Regions from separate parts of the Macaca mulatta genome. Here region 2 is linked to region 1. The links are chromatin contacts, called in public Hi-C maps. All regions are on one chromosome and are shown on one strand. The core of a region is the stretch at or near the end of the contact, and the rest is flanking DNA. Distances in the headings are between cores, read along the strand shown. Region 1 overlaps LOC144339535 (a long non-coding RNA gene). Region 2 has its middle 42 kb from the start of MIR1284.

Region 1 (5,340 bases), core at 982-3,481:
TCTCAATGCACCCATATAGAGTAATGTGATAGATTTTTGTGTGTGTCTTTTGAAATCAGTTGTACTGTATTATAGACAAACCCTATGTAAGTGTGAATATGTATTTATATAATTTGATAGTGGTAAATCACAAATTTATATCATTTGATAGCACTAATTCAAAAATTAAAATTGTTATAAATTTGTCCTTAATCAGGACATTTAAAAATCAGTCTTCATGAATGCTTTTAGATTCTGGAAGTGCTCACACTAAGTCCCCGTGTATAAAAGGTAAAGGTGACATAATCACATGTAGAATTTAGATAGCCTCCTCTCTGTTTGTACATAGTGTGCATGTCCCCCACCTCCAATCCCAGCGTAGGCTTTAGCATCATTGAACATCTGTCTTCCAGGAATGGTCTTTTTATTCTCATGCCTTCTGTTTTGCTTGTGTGGTCTGATCAGCCTGAAATGCCTTTCCCTGTCGGGGTGAAATCTTACTTATATTTTAAGGTCTAGTTCCAGTGTCATCTATGGTGTGATTCATCTCCCAGTACCCCTGGGTGTAATAAACTGGTCCCTTCTTTGTACCCCATAGCTCTTTTTTCCTCTCCTGGTACATGATAGCTGTTTGAGCATCTTTTCACCTCTCCACACCAGGAACTCCTCAGTGAGTTCTTGAGATCTATGCCCTATTCACCTTTCCAGAAAATTTGATTCCTGTCTTCAAGGAGTTTCCAGTCTGGGCAAGGAAGCAAACATGTAAACATGGAATTACGTTGCAATTTGGAAAGTGATGTAAAACAATTATCTAAATTAGTGTACACAGATGAGCACTAATTTACTAAAGAATCCTGCTTTTCTCATACAACAACTGAGCAGTCGGCATGTAGGTGTAGTCTGTTTCTTAAAATAGCAATGTTTTCCCAGTCTTTATATCAATATTTATGTTGTTACTCATGCTCTGTTAAAACAAAACAAAATAAAACAAAATCTCTCAAATGACATTGTATATCTAATGTTCGTGATGGGGAATTTAGGAGTCTGTTGAAAATTGTGACACATAGCAGGACTGATGCTTCGTACTCCAAACCAAATAAAGTTTCACTGGACCTTAACTGTAAGCTAAGACTTTAAGTGCCATTTATTTGTTGAGTTTTGCCACTCTAAATTGTTCAGCTTGGCACAAGACCTTTAAAAGAAATTATAGTTTAATTGGTTTGTGGTTTATTTTCTATTATATTAAAATGACCTGCTTATATTAAAATGACATGCCTTTCAAAACCTACTAGAGCATTAAAACATTGTTGTAGTGATAAAAGATTTCCAAATGTTATTCTGAAAAGCAAGGAAAAGGATTTCAGACAAACACATAGCTCACAGCTCAGTATAGTGGGTTATGTCGAGCTCTTGGATGTAGCTATAAAATCATCTTCTCTTTCATACATGCCTAGAGTTTTGGGCTTTTGGAAAATGTTTTCTATAATTGTTATTTTTCGGTACCCTTTTTTTTTTTTTTAAATATTCACTCTGAGGTAGTCCTATTACAGTAGGCTCATAACACCATAACCTTATCCATATATAGCCAGGCAAAGCTTTCTGCTGTTAAGTAGAACTTATGAATACTTAAGAGAAGGAAAGCATTGCTATTCTTGAGCAAATTCGGAGAGTTTAGAAACATTATTTTGAAATGTGCTTCCTTAAAGTCAGAAGAACTTAATTAAGTTCCCAGGGTTAATTGTTTCTGAAGTGTTAACATGTCATTTGTCTATTCAAACTCCAAAGCAAATCTAATACGGGATTTAATAACCTGTTTATGTGAATAGAAATTTAGGGTGGGGGTGGCGTGGGAGAAGAAGGAAAAGCTAATAGGCTTTTACCTAGTTAGTGGGTTTAAGGAAGAATTCTTTCTGTCTTTATTTGAAACAAAAGGTAAATCCTATGTTCAAAACTCCTTCTATTTGGGAGCATAAATTGGGATGACAAGGAAGTTTTGGAACAAAACAGTATTTTTACACTTTGTTCATTTCATATTTATCACTAGCTTGTTTGCTAATTTTCATTTGCAAGAGGCAATTCTTCCAGCTAACTGGGTGCCTCAATGGGCCACTGATTTCTTTGAAGTGACAGTCTGTAAATATGCATAAAAAAGGGATGCAATTAGCGTGTGTGTGGTTCAGTGCAGCCTGATTCCATTGGCAAGTTTACCCACAGTGTTGATAAGCTACATTATCTAGAAAATTGGCCGCTGAAAAACAGCACCTCTGATTGCCAGCAAAGGTTCCAGATAACAGGGTGCTGAAGAGAAATATAATTGAGGTTGAATATATTAACCAAGGTGTCACATGCTCCTTAGAAGCTCTAATTTATCAGCATGTTGGAATTTTTATTAACATTTGGAATGCGTTTCTACCACACTAATGAAGTGGAATTGGCAGTTCAGGTTTTAGTTATTGTCATTTCTGAGAAGTTAAATGTAATTTCTCGTTAGACACAGTTATGTAAATATATTTGTTCAGGGGCTGAAAAAAATTATACGTTTTACAAAATACAAATATGTTGTTAAGAGGCAGTGTGACAAATCAGTGGTGGCTCGAGTCCTGAAAATCAGCCATGTATTTATGCTGCATTTTGTACATTACAGCTCTTCTTTGTGGGGGGAATTTGAGAGAAATGAAGGAAGCTTAATTTCATTAACTCTGCAACTGGCTCACCATTGTGAAAAACAGTTAAAATTAGCCACTGTTTTAGTAGGCTAGCATGTCTAAGAGGATTTTATGATTAAACTATTTTTTTAAATGAAAACTTGCTCAAATTATAAGGTGAATTAAGCTTTCATGGAAGATATCTGCTTTTCTTTTTTCTATTCTTCTTGGAAGTGCCCAAGATTTCTATTCATTTTCTAATTCCAACAAATAGGTTTGAAAGATATTTGTTAACAAGACTATTAATTTCTATTATAAAAATAAATTGAGATGTGCAAATTTGAAATTATTTTAGATGATTGCATACATATGTGATAACACTACATTTTTTTGAAGCAAAGAAATAAAAATCATAAACTTTGGGATAATGTTTCCTTAGGAATAAAGAGGAGGAAAGAGTCAGAGGTATCAGGGGAACATACACAGGCAGTTTCAGCTGTATATTAATAGTTACTAAGTTAGGTGATAGATTTTTGAGTGTCTGTTTCATTATGATAATTCATAATTATATATATGTAACATATATGTTTATCAGAATATAAAACATTTTTAAAAGGAAATAACTCAATTTCTATTGACTCATAAATTTTGTTTTCCCTTGAAATGATTATGAATTACAGTCTGTAGAGCACTGTGTATTCGTAACATGCTTAGTATTAGTTAATTGCACACATCTCCGACCTCAGGGAATGATGCCACATTTTTCCTCCATTAGTAATAGATATGCTGGTCACAAGACATTGGTTCCCTAGAGACAAATGACCCGTGGAAGACATTCTCAGCTTTCCCTTTGCATTCACTCCTTAGCAACTGCCAGTCTTCTACTGTCCTATAGGGCTCCTGATTTCATTCCTTCTTCTCCTACTGGCTGCTACCACTCTTGGCATTCCTTGACCCAGTTTATCCCTGCTACAATACTTCCGTGCATTTCACACACTTATCCTCTAGCCCTCAATGATAAACTTCTCATTTCTATCACCTATCCCATCATATGTGTGTGGGGGAAAGATTTAGAAGGTGGGGGTGGGGAGGAGTGGTGTTCCCTTTATTAGCAGGAACTTCTGGTTGGAACTGAACTTGACACAGGAGATTCTCATGCCCGTTGGACAGTTACTCTTAGGATGCCCATTATGGTAGATGTGCTAAATTGTCACTTAGCACACATTTTGTTTTTTTTCCAATGTCACCAGTTAGATAGCTAAAATCTGTAATTCTCAGACTCTCTTGCAGCTAGGGTTCTGAAAAAAAATTAGGTTCACATAGGTGCATGCAGGTGCTGTTTGAAAGGTAATGTTCTAAGTGTGGTTCACTAAGTCCCTGGGTGTGGAGTGGCAATGTGGCGGCCTTGATTCCAGATCATGCTTATATCACTGTGTCTTTGAAATTAGCTGTTCTATGGGCAGCCTTCAGATTCCTCACATTCTTGAGAAAGCAGATGTGGAGACTCCCCTAGCCTGCCAATTTTTCATTGTGGTTACCTCGATTTACCTGCTTCTTTGGCCCTTCCTACAGTTTTGAAAGCTCTTATTTCTGTGTGTTAAATCCCTTTCTACCCAAGTCGTTTGATTTTAAGAAACTAAACCCTGATCAATACCCCTGCAAATCTGGTTCAGATGACTCCGTAACAGGACCAGGCCCAGAGTAAAGCAGTAGAGACACCCATGGCACAAAACTTAAGTTGTTGGGCACTTTCAGGGTCATGGTAGTGTCTCTTTAAATTTTATGTCCTGGGCAACTCTCTTGCCTCACTTTAGTGCTGGCTCAGTTCAATAAGCAAATAGCAGATGTTATTTATTATAAAAATAATTAAATCACATCTATAACAGATGTTGGCAAAATACAATCCATGGACTAAATCTGACCCACTGCCTGTTTTTGTAAATAGAGTTCAGTTGGAACACAGTCGTGCTCTTCTTTTATGTACCGTCTATGGCTGCTTTTGCACTGAAGAGCAGAATTGTGTAGTTGTAACAGAGAACGCAAAGCAGAAAATATTTACTCTCTGGCCATTTACAAAAAAAGTTTGCAGATTCATGCTGTATATGCTACTGTGGATATGCCTAAATGTGTGGGGTAAGACTGCCTGAGATCAAATTCTGGTTCCTCTGTGAGTCTCTGGCTAAGTTGCTTAACTTCCATGGAGTGGTGTGCTGGAATCACCAAAAACTTACGGGCATCTCTTCTTAACTCTCGGTCCATTGATCATCTTGACAGCCAGAAATCAGCCATGGTGGGAGTATTCCCCCTAGAAAAATTAGCAAATGCTACAAATCAAGGCTTCCCCAGAGACCCAGGAACCAAACACTTGCTGCCTCTATAAGTATGGATGGACCCCAACTTATGATGGTGTGATTCATGATTTTTTGACTTCACAATGGTGTGAAAGTGATATGCATTCAGTAGAAGCTGTGCTTCAAGTACCCATACAACTGTTCTTTTTTTTCCTTGCAGTACAGTAGTCAATAAACTAAATGAGATATTCAGCACTTTCCTATAAAATAGGCTTTGTGTTAGATGATTTTGCCCAAATGTGTGCTAATGTAAGTGTTCTGAGCACACCTAAGGTGGATTAGGATAGGCTATGATGTTTGGTAGGTTAGGCATATTAAATGCATTTTTGACTTATGATATTGTCAACTTATGGGGGGGGTATCAA
Region 2 (5,340 bases), core at 1,711-4,210, 1.5 Mb after region 1:
CTATTGTCCAAGTCCTAAACCCTTAAGTCTACGTACAACCAATGGTGAAGTGTAGACGGTTTGAATGTACAGACGCCTTTCAAAGGGAATCCAGAATGCTCCTCCGGCATTCCTGTTTAAAGAGCAGTGACAAAAAAGAAAATGCTAACTTGGAAAATACCTGTGAGCAGATATGAGCGCAATTTCAGCCCCTCAGAAGTGGACTGGAGAAGGTCAAATGCAACCAAATGAAATGTTTATATTAATTTCATTATTCTGCCCAAGCCTCACAGATGAGGGCTTGGGGGGTGGGGAGGTAGAGAAGAGGAAGAAATAAGTTTCATTTTGGGTCTTCTGTTAGAGCAAAAAGAAAATGAATTAAGACGAAAGCATAGGATGAGCCCAGACTAAATCAATACACTTTGTAATCAGCCCAGCAAGGGTATTTGGACACAATGACTTGGAAATAATTAATAGTTATAAGAGGGGAGTGGGGTGAGAAGGGGGGCGAAGATGTCACCATATTTTATCGGAGCACTTTACACTCCACGCTAAACTTTGATCTACAGATTTTCGGGTTTAGGAAAGAAAGAGGGAAAAAGGGTCGGGGGTGGGGGGGAAGAAGTCCAGTATTTCGAAGCACCTACCGGCCTGAGGATGGGCACATTCCTCGCTCCCGTTGCCTTATCGCTAGGCTCGCGCCGCCCCGGCGGGCTCTTTGGGGACGGAGAACCTCTAGTGCCGCCCGGGGCTCTCCGGTGTCCCTGGCCCCCGCGCCCGCGGCCGCCTCGACTTACCCGCGGAGTCCGGGGAGGGAGTAGGAGCGCCGCCTTCACGCCCGCGGAGGAGGCGCCGGCAGCACCATGGTCCCCGGCGCCGCTGCCGCTGCCCCCGGCCCGCTCGCTCGCTCGCCGCGCGCTCTCTTCCTCTTGCAAACTTTCGGGTTCTGCGGTCGACAAGAAACCGGGGCGACCCTCAGCAAATCTTCCCCGTGCAGGCTGGGGGGAACTGAAGGGGACGGGACGGGTGAGTAGGCCGAGGGGACAGGACAGAGAGGGCAGCGGGCTCCGGGGACCCGCGAGTGCGCGTGGAGGGAAGAGAGGATGCGGCTCAGGGAATCCCTGCAAGGATCCCGAGACCGGGAAATCGGCCCGAGCCAAAGTCTCAGCACCTTCCCCAGGATCTCACAAAGTTGCAACAACAAAAAGGAGGGGGGGAGGAATAGGGGGAAGGGGGTGGGATAGGGATACGATCGCGGGCGCAAGGTTTGGAGTTACAACTGTTTATTTAGTCCTATTCTCACAGGGGGCGGGAGCTGCGCGGGAATGGGGGGGCTGCAGGCAGCGATTTCGAAGGAAACACTTGGGAGGGGGCCATGCGACTTTGTTTCTGGGCGCTGAGCTCCCCAGCGCCCGTGTGTGTCACTGCCAGTCTCCCGGGACCAAGGCGGAGCTCACAACAGGTGGGGAGGGGGGCTCGTCGAGGGCCAAAAAGGAGAAGGAATCTAAGTTTCCGAGCGCGACGTTGTCTGAAAAGGAGGGAGGCGGGAGGCGGGGGCGAGGGGAGGCGGAGGCAGCAAATGACCGCGACCCCGCGGCAACTGGCAAACTCCTCGGCTCCCGGCGCCGCCGCCACCGCCGTGGTCCCCACTCGAAGCGCACGCCGCCTCGGCTCGCTGGCTCCAGGGAGTCGTCTCGGCGGGACAGGAATAGAGCGCAGGGAGCTCGGGAGGAACGCTGCGCGCAAGCCAGGGACGGAGAGCCATCGGCCGCCAGGACAGGGCCAGAGGAACAAGGCGACACGCGCGCGTCGCAGGACAAATCGGAGCTTGGGAAATTTCCCCGTTCCCCAAGCTTCAGAGGGGGGTAAAATCAGAAAATGTGTGTGATGGAGGGAGAGGGATCCGGGCGCGGCGACTGCTCGCAGCGCATCCGGCTCCCGCACCCGCCCGTGGATCTGGCCACTGCTGTTGCGGACTCGTCTCGGGAAAGCGGGGGCCGAGCGCGCGTAGGGGTGCGTGTCTGGCTGGGGGTGCGCAGGTGCGTGTTTGAATTTTCCGGGCTCAGAGGGGGTGGCGGGAGAGCTTCCTCGCCGCTGACTCTCGGGGTAACGCGCGCGTGGCAGCGGGGAAGTTCCCCAGTGCGGGGCCCAGGGCCAGGCGCCACAGTCAGTCTGCTGAGGCCCGCGGGGCAGCTCAAGGGCACCGAGGGGGCACACACCCGCGGAGACGGAAGGGGAAAAGTTTGCTCCAAGTCTAAACTTTGGGCCTAGGAGGCGCCTGGCGCGCGCCCCCTCCCGCCGCGGCCAGGACCCGGGACCCCGCACCGGCCCAGCGCCCAGGCGGCCACCGAACGCCAACGCCGGGCATCTAAAGTTGCGCCAGGCGGCCTGGGCTTATTGATTTCTCTCCCCAAGGCGATCGTGGAGAGCGCAGAGAGAGGCGTGAAGGGGCCTACGGGGAGGCAATCTCGCCTCCTCGCAGTCGCCACCGCCACCGCCCCCGCCCCCATTTGACTTATGCAAATAAACCCAAAGGGTGCGGGCGCCGCCGGAGCTCCCTCCACCCGCGCGCCGGCCCGCAGCCCCCACCCATCCCAGAGCTGGGCCCCGACCCGGGGGGAGAGGAAGAGAAGGGAGGGCTGGGGGAGATGCACGTGGAGCCTGGAGATGGAAAGTAGTTGTTTTTTTTTTCCATTTTTTTCTTTTTCTTTCTTTCTTTCTTTTTTTTTTTTTGTGCTGGTTGTTGTTGTTGTTTAAAGTGGCGGAAACAAGACAGGAGGCGGCTTGGGAAAAAGTGGAGCAGAAATGGAAAAATACAAACTCACCCGCTGCAAATGGTCTCTCGGTGCAAACTAAGGTGTTTTCGGGCCTTTCCCCGCGCGCGCCCACTCCCGCCCGCGCGCGCACCCCGCGCACACACTCACTCGCGCACACACGCGCGCACACACGCACTCCCGGGCGAGGGCCGGGCCGCCGCGAGTACAGCGTGCAACCGCCACACAATAAATAACAATAGATTCCTCCGCTCCGGACTAGCTTCCCGGAGCCCAGCCAGCGCCGGTGGCGGCGGCGGCGGCGGCGGCAGAGGCGCGGGCAGCAGCGGCCCGGGGGCGCCCCCCGGCCCGATCCTCGGCCTCCCGCAGGGGTCCCGTCTCCGCCTCACGCAACCCGCCGGGCACCCCAGCGGACCCCCGAGCGCCAGCGCCTCCCTCTTTGCCGTTCTCTGGGGCGCTGGCACCCACCCCCCTCCCCCCCCGACATCCCGGAACAAATAAATAAATAAGGCGCGCGAGAGAGGCCAACACGTCGCGGAGGGAGATGTTGTTATTTTTTGCTGTTGTGCGTCCCTGACGTCACATCCACCTGCTGGGTAAACAACCGGGCTCCCAGAAAAAAAAAAAAAAAAATCGCAATTGCCAAAGAATGGGGGGCGGGGGTTGGGGGGAGGGATCCAGGGAGGGGGAAGTGAGGGGCGTCCAGGCTGAATTGGGAAGAGGAGAGGGAGGCAGAGCCCCGCGGACCAGAGAGAGGAAGGGAACGCCAGAGCAGTCCCTGGCAACAGAGGGATCTGGCAGGAAAGACCTGGAAAATAAGGGGCATGGGGGCGGAGGGGGAGATTCCTCAGGAGATGGGAAATGGGGGGGCCCATTCAGACAGCGGAAAAAACGAGAAGGGAGAGTGTTAACTACGGACGAAGATGGGAATGCGATGGCTATTTGCTTGGATTCTTAGCTTAAAATATGAAAGGGAGGGGAGAGGATAGCCTAGGATGTGAGTTTCCTCCAGTTAAAAGTGAAAGTGTTTTGCCATCAGTGACAGTTGAAGGAGAGAGAGGTGGGAGGTGGTGTTTTCAACCCCCTTTCTCCTCTCCTGTCCTCCCTCGGTCTATCCTCTTTCTTTCTGCACTTTGTCCAATGAAAGAAGGCGAGTTCGGGAGGTGAAAGTTCAGCAGAAGGACAAACCCCTGTTTGCAAGGAAAACAGAAACCCCGCCAGCCAGCGAGGGGTTTTCTCCCGTTTCTCGGAATCAGGAGAGTGTGAATGAGGGACGAGCTTCTGCCCCCTTCCTTGTCAGAGCCACTGCAGGAATGTGCAGTCGAGTCCACTTTGGGGGAAAGTGGCTGCATCAGGAACTGTGTTCTTGCCACGGTTCCTCTTAGGAAAACGCCTGGGGGCTAGCATGTCAGTCCGTTGTTTAACACAAATTACCTGCTCGCCCAGTGATCAGTCACGTGCAAAAAGCTTTGTCCAATTCTTTGAAAAGGTGAGATTTTTTTTTTTCTTTTTGCGGTTTTTGAAGTTTGGTTGAATTTAGAAATTCTAAGGAATAAACTAAGAGACTGAATTAAATGTTTTGAAATATACATACATAAAACAAAAGACACTAGTATTTCTTTCACTTTTGTCAATACGCATAAAGAAGGAAGCAGAGTATGTGTTTCTGAAACGTGACTTGGAAAGCTGTAAGAACTCTGTCTTGTTGTTGTTGTTGTTGTTGTTAACAGAAGTAAATTATTTCAGACCCATCACCACAGAAGTGGCCAGACTCCCAAACCAGCATTTCCAGCTACTGGCTGGATGGTGTACACCAGGCCAATTCTTTATGAGAATATATTAAAAGTCACCCTTGTGGATTCCTACAAAGTACTTCCCCTTGCGAGGAGGGGAGAGGCTTACTGTCCCTTTGGTCTTGAGATCAGCACAGTTGTAGATAATATCCTGAAAAGGTTATTACAAATTCTTTCGGGTAATGCCCCTTTACAAATACTGTTAAACATTCATTTACAGAAGAATGTAAATCTCTATTTCAAGGGTAGCATAAGACTATCGGTTTAAAATTGTATCTTTCGCAAGTTAAAAAAAAAAATAAAGCCATTCGCTGATGCTACAGAATAAAAGAAAGAGATGCTGCTAAGGTAATTCCAGCCTGGTAGAATTCGCGTTGCATGCATGCTGCATAAAGTTCCATGCTATCCAGTCAAGACTGTTCACTGAATCTTTTAGACTAGAATCTAGACAAAATGCATTTTAGCTTGTATGGAATGTCCTAGCTTTCTAGAGGCTAGGGTTCCATGTCTTGTTTGTCAAGACATAAAGGCCTTAATGGCATGCCTACTGTGTTCTAGACCACAGAGTGGGCACAGAGGGATGAAAAAATAAATAAAATTCCTGCCCTTGAGGAGCTCACAGTCTACAGCTGTCAATAATAATATCTAACATTTATTAAATACTTACTATGACCTAGGCACTGATCTAAAAGCTTTATGTCAACTCAGTTAATACTGCCAACAACTCTTTGACATCACTGGAAATTCCATACGCTGAATTAACATGGAATTAAATGGAAATCTACAAGGTAGCC

Evidence for each region. A called contact is a pair of places that touch in the nucleus more often than the background predicts.
Region 2: a Hi-C map of fetal cortex germinal zone shows a contact between it and region 1, with 2.7 times the contacts expected there. The contact joins two enhancer-like sites. A contact is called at or near these places in 2 of 14 Hi-C or Micro-C datasets (fetal cortex germinal zone and fetal cortical plate).

The regions. Positions count from the first base shown.
Region 1 is chr2:133,603,615-133,608,954 of T2T-MMU8v2.0, forward strand. The region is part of intron 4 of LOC144339535 (a long non-coding RNA gene); the gene reads left to right. Among named protein-coding and RNA genes, the nearest start is that of MITF, 200 kb to the left of the region's middle. Within about 2 kb of position 2,232, at least 1 of the 40 cell types and tissues checked has an H3K27ac peak or open chromatin away from gene starts, as enhancers often do. A contact at or near this core is called in fetal cortex germinal zone, where this site is marked.
Region 2 is chr2:135,078,506-135,083,845 of T2T-MMU8v2.0, forward strand. No RefSeq gene overlaps it. Among named protein-coding and RNA genes, the nearest start is that of MIR1284, 42 kb to the left of the region's middle. Within about 2 kb of position 2,961, at least 24 of the 40 cell types and tissues checked have an H3K27ac peak or open chromatin away from gene starts, as enhancers often do. A contact at or near this core is called in fetal cortex germinal zone, where this site is marked.